2 separate regions of the Hordeum vulgare genome follow, and region 1 is linked to region 2. Evidence: chromatin contacts called from public Hi-C data. All regions are on one chromosome and are shown on one strand. Each heading gives the region's core, a stretch centred on a gene start, on an enhancer-like site or on the middle of the called end of the contact. The rest is flanking DNA. Distances are from core to core; before and after follow the strand shown. Region 1 has its middle 200 kb from the start of LOC123449078. Region 2 holds the start of LOC123449078.

What was found. Hi-C and Micro-C count contacts between places; a contact is called where the count stands out from the background.
Region 1: a contact with region 2 is called in a Hi-C map of leaf, with 3 times the contacts expected there. The contact joins the enhancer-like site here to the promoter of LOC123449078 in region 2. A contact is called at or near these places in 2 of 6 Hi-C or Micro-C datasets (leaf and seedling).

What each region holds. Positions count from the first base shown.
Region 1 is chr4H:486,629,688-486,632,552 of MorexV3_pseudomolecules_assembly, reverse strand. No RefSeq gene overlaps it. Among protein-coding and RNA genes, the nearest start is that of LOC123449078, 200 kb to the right of the region's middle. Within about 2 kb of position 1,427, at least 2 of the 3 cell types and tissues checked have open chromatin away from gene starts, as enhancers often do. A contact at or near this core is called in leaf, where this site is marked.
Region 2 is chr4H:486,428,553-486,431,465 of MorexV3_pseudomolecules_assembly, reverse strand. It overlaps LOC123449078, which reads right to left and starts at 1,646. Exons shown (of 1, transcript XM_045126164.1): 1 at 1-1,646. The coding sequence starts at 1,216.

The sequences.
Region 1 (2,865 bases), core at 178-2,677, 200 kb before region 2:
CGGGGCTTGAAGGCATGGTTTAACGAATAAAGTGTGTTGAATAAACGAATCAATAAAAAAGGAAAACTCTCAAATTATGATAGGCGGCATACATGCAATACACAATCAACATGGACTAACTGGGCCAGGGCCAGAAATTAGGGGTGTGTTTATAAAATTCCATGGTAGGGATAGAAATCAAATGTGTGCCTATATAAAACTCCTTGCAAGGGGTGATCTTAACTTGGCTAGGGCCAGAAATCAGTGATTTGGGAGATGCACGCTACATGGAGAGGTCAAGAAATTAGGATGTGACTATCTCTCGTGATATACAAGAAGAGCAACCGACTAGCTGAATCACGACAAACCCTATTTGGCGCGGCAAACGCCGGTTATAGTGCAATTTTCCTAACCGGCGCCTGCAGCCGCGTGAGCTGGGCTCGGCCCAGCCCATATTATCTGTTTTCGGTGGTAAAAAATGAGGGGGACGAGAATTCGATCCTGAGATATCTCAGAGATTCCCACGACGCGACAACCATCAAACCATTGACTATTAGTTGTTCTACTACTCTTTCTTGCATTTTTTCTTCCAGCACGCCTTTTTATTTTTTCCATTTCTTTATCATCTTTTTTTTGTCTTTCTTTTTTTATTCGGAATGGTTTTGTTCTGTTTTTTACTATTTGATTTGTTCGTATTTTCTTTTTTATTTGGAACATTTTTTTGGTTTTTGTTCTTTTTCTTTTTCAAATTCGATGAACTCTTTTTTAATTCACTAAACTTTTTTTCAAAATATGTGAACTTTTTTCATATTTGATGAACATATTTTAAAATTCGTGAACTTTTTCTAAAATAAGTAAACATTTTTTTTAAATGTATGAACTTTTTTCCTGAAATCGATGAATTTATTTTCAAAACCGTGAACATATTTTCAAATTTGTGGACTTTTTTCAAAATCAATGAAAAGTTATGAACTGTTTTTTTGAAATCGGTGAACTTTTTTTGAAAATCAGTGAACATATTTTAAATTTGTGATTTTTTATCAAATTCAATGAAATACTTTTAGAAATGTATGGATATTTTTTTGAAATCAGTGATTTTTTTTTCAAAATCGGTGAACATATTTTCAAATTCGTGAACCTTTTCCAAAATCAATGAACTATTTTTAAGAATTTATGAATTGTTTTTCAATATTGATGATTTTTTTCGAATTTTGTAAACTTTTTGAAAATCCATGAATATATTATAAAAATATGTGAATATTTTTGCATAATTATTGAAATTTTTGCATATCTGATTCAGTGCTTTTTAATTCAATAAAATTTTAATACACGTTTTGTAATTCACATTTTAAAAAATCAATGATTTTTTTCAGAACCTGCAACGAGACGTCAGGAGAAGTTTTATGTACCGGCCCAGGGGGCGCTGCAGGCACCAGAAGCGCGAACCGCCTTATAGGAGCTCCCCTGAATCACCTTGCAGTAGCGCGACCTTTATGAGTCGGCCCAGTGTGTGGGAGGGTAGTGCCTCGTTTTACTTTCTACTTTTTTACGTTATTTGTTTTTGTTTTTATTTCTTTTTTACTTTTGTTTACACTTCCAAAACTAGATATTACATAATTTCTGAAAAAGTGTTAATCATGCATTTGAAAAAATGTTAAATATGCATAGAAAAAATATTGATTATGTATTAAAAATATATTACTTATATATTATTAAAATGTTAATAAATAATTTGAAAATGTTATATATGTGTAGGAAAAATATTTATTGTGTATTAGAAATATGTTTATTTTGTATTATAAAAAAATCTTAAACCAGCATTTAAAAATGTTAAAAATGTGTAGAGAAACATTTTGACCATGTATTAGAAAAATATTAATCTTGTATTTGAAAATGTTACCCAAGCATTTGAGATTTTTTAGATATGTATAGAAATTATTTTAACCATGTAATTAAATAATGTTAATCAAGCATTTGAAAATGTTGACCATTTGTTCGAGAAAAGTTAATCTTGCATTCGGAAATGTTAACCAAACATTCGGAGACGACCGTTTGGGGCACCTAGGTGCCCAGGGTCCTGACCTAGATGCCGTTGGATCATACTTGATTTCGATGTTAAGATTGGTTTAAATTTTACATGCATGCATGCATTATTACTTTCCTATTTGTTTGCATGCCTAATTGATACGTGTCATTAATTGTTCCTTTATGATAGAAAATCACAATTAATTATTAATCATACTTATTGTCATGTATGGTAGCATGTACGTGAGCGCATATGTATTTTTGTTGGATATAACATTAACACATGCGTCTTTTCATTTTGTACAACACCAATACATACATATTTTCATTAGGTATAGTACTCACTAACTTGTATACATATCTCGAATACATGCATGTATCATTTATTAAAAAGTGTGCCATTTATAGGTATATATTAAATTAAAATTAAAATCAAGATATTTATATTTATATGTAAATTCACATTGAGGTATGTATATTCATGTGTACATTCACATCGAGGTATGAATATTTCTATGTATAATTTCATTGAGTATAACACCAAAACATATTTATTAAAATGTATGATATTTATGTGCATATTTTTATTGGGTATAACACCGACGCATATATATATTCATTTAATATAATATCCAGTAACACGTATCACGGTCTACGTGGAAAATATCAGATACATGTACACATATAGAAGCCATGTATAAATGTTCACACTATTTTTGTTTTGAAAAGCAATAACCATTTAATATATTAATACATGCAAACAAAATATGGAAAGACATTATTTTGTCGATTGAATGGCAATGCACTAATAAATATGACTTGCCATAACTGACCTAGGTGCCCATGCATCTAGGTGCCCCA
Region 2 (2,913 bases), core at 397-2,896:
GCACCATGGAATCGTAGGCCACCTTGTCGCCATCGCCGTCGCCGTCGCCGCCGCGAACGACGCGTCCCGCCACGACGCGGCACACCAGCATGGCACGGCGCACCTGCAGGAACGCGAACTCGCGCTCCACCTCCTCCGGCAGCGACGCGTGCGCGGCCCACCCGGAGGAGTACGTGGCGATGCCGTCCACGTCCGCCTGCTTCCCGGCGAACCCGTGGCGGAGGATGGTGCAGGTGCAGCAGTAGGGGCTCCCGCACACGCCAGCGCCCAGGGAGCAGAGCATGGTGGCGCAGTGGAACCGCAGCCGCTCGTTGCCGTCCGCGATGCACCGCTCCTCCACCACCGCGCCGCTGGCGCCCGCGCAGCGGCGGGCGGCGCGGGCGCGGACCAGGTCCCGGTACTCCTCGAACCGAGAGAGCGCGCGCGGGTTGTGGTGGATCCTGAGGATGCGCCCGACGGCCGGGGGGTCGCCTGCGCCGGCGCCGGCGCCTGACGCGGGCAGCCCCCATCCGGCGAGGAAGATCATGCGGATGATGTTCATGCTGGAGTCGAGGTGGGTGAGCTCCGACAGGGAGTGCTTCATCGCCTGGTGGAGCTCCAGCTGCTGCGGCTTGCTCAGCACCTCGCCGCACACCTTGCAAGGGAACAGGTCCCCGCGGGCGGCGAACGACCTGGACAGCTGCCTGGTCGCCAGCGGCGAGCAGGGCACGAGCGGGGTGACGCTGAGCGACTGCGGCGACATCGGGGACAGGAACGGCGACGCGCACGGTGAAGACGGCGTGGACAGCAGCACCGACGTCTGACGCCGCGTCACGGACTGAGCGAGCGGCGACGACGACACGGTGGTCGTGACGGCCTCCTCCTCCTCCTCTCCGCCCGGAACAGCATTCCTGGGCCCGGCGGAAGAGAAGATGCGGTGTATGTAGCACCGGAGGCTGGTGGCGAGAGACGAGACGTGCCTGCCCCTGCGCCTGGCCCCGGCCCTCTCTTCAACACCGGTGGAGGACGACACGGCCGGGGAGAAGGCGAGCGGCGATATCTTCCTCCTCTTGCTGCTGCTGCCGCTGCTGGCAGCGCCGGCGTCGTCCTCCTCGTGCTGCTGCGAGGCAGGGCCTGGGGAGAAGCAGCAGCCGGCGTGGCCAATGTGGAGGAACATGACAAAGAAGAGCGACAGGAACCCGCGCAGCAGCGCGCTGCACCTAGCACCGCCCGCCATCCCCCGACCGCCGGCAGCTCAGGCTCCAAGGCGCGACGGGTCAGACCATGATCGCGGAACGCCAAGGAGAAGGCGATGCTCGGATGGGTTAGCGGGAGAAGGAGAGCCGGGGGCAGGACAAGGAGGCGAGGACGGGGGTGGAAAGGGTAGGGAAAAGCGTGGGGGCTTAAAAGAGAAGGTAACGTGGGCGCTGTGTGTGTGCCGTGTGCGTGGCTGTGTTGGCAAAGGACGGGAGGAAGGAGAAAGGCGATGGATCCGGGGACAGCAACAGGGTGTCTGTGCGGGTACGCGCGCGGACGAATCAGTTGATTACCTAGGATGCAGAATTGCAGATGCACCGCGGCTAAGCTGCGCAATTATGCATCACGTAAAGTGTACAGGTGCTGCATTGCACCGAGCTGGTACTAGTGAATTAGTGATGGTGCTTGCCCACTGTACTCTTCTCTTCCCAGCATAGCAGCCATGGGCCAGGCTCATGCGTCATTACAGCGGAGAGATGGGAGATAGCGATGCAGGAATCGCAGGGAGAGGATGGGCGAAGCGGACGTGCTACCGGTCGAAGATCAGCTCGAGCCCGATCAGATCAGATCAGATCAGGCGCGTCGGTGCACTGGACTCGACCGGAGATGTGCAGTGTAGGTTTCTTTCAAAAAAATGTGCAGTGTAGGTTCGTTCCGGGGGAGCTATCATTGTTCATAGGCCTGATCTGGGCTCCTGTCCCGGTGTCTCCTCTCTCTCCATCTCCATAATGCATCATCGCGCAGGATCCACGTCTCCTCTTCTCGCTCCACTGTTATTATTATTGCTCGTCTACAGGAGCCGAGCTTAGAAAAATACTCAATACACTACCCAACGGCAACGGGCTCGCTCGTCGCGGTCCAGCCCCTGCCGACTGCATGCCGCGCTGGAGCTAAACCCCAAACAAAGCAGACGGGGCAACAGACGGTACAGAGACGGAGTACAGAGGACGGGACAAGATACGGCCTGTTCCTCCTGCCTCGCTCCGGAACAAACGGCGAAACGTGCAGCGCCAGAACCTGGCCGTGCGGTGCGGTGCAGACCCCTCTGCCCCGCCGCGGCTCCATGTCCCCTCCATCACCGAACGAGGCTCTGCACGAACGACACAACCAGCTGGATTTTAGGCCGGGGAGATAAGATGTACGTACGTTACTGCCGGTTGCCACGCTCCTCGTGGCATAATGGCGGCTCCATGTGTGTGCTCCAGAGGCCTCAAACGCGGCCAGAGCAGATGGGAAGCCACGTCCAGGGTCGCATAATCATCTGCTTCCAGGTTCAGCGTGCTCGAGTGTATGGAATCCGAGACGATGCAACCTGCAAAGCAATGCGAACACCTCAACACCTGCGTCTAACACAAGAAACGAATGATGCCGGGCACAAAGACAGGCAGTCGGTCAGACAGACCGGAGGTCTTGAGATTCGGCGTCATCACGGTGTCCTGGTGGGGGCTACGAAGTACCGTTAACATGTACGTATACGTATTATAGTACTCTATAACTGGATGAGATTTTTGTTGAACAAGAGGAAAGAACACTTGAGCACATGCATGCAACAGTCCAAGGAGACCAATCGAGTGTGATCCCACGACCGGATCGACACAAAAGTTAGCAGGAAAACCAAGAATCCAAGGATTTTGTTTATCATCTTGAGAAACGCAGGAACTTGATAAATGAACAATT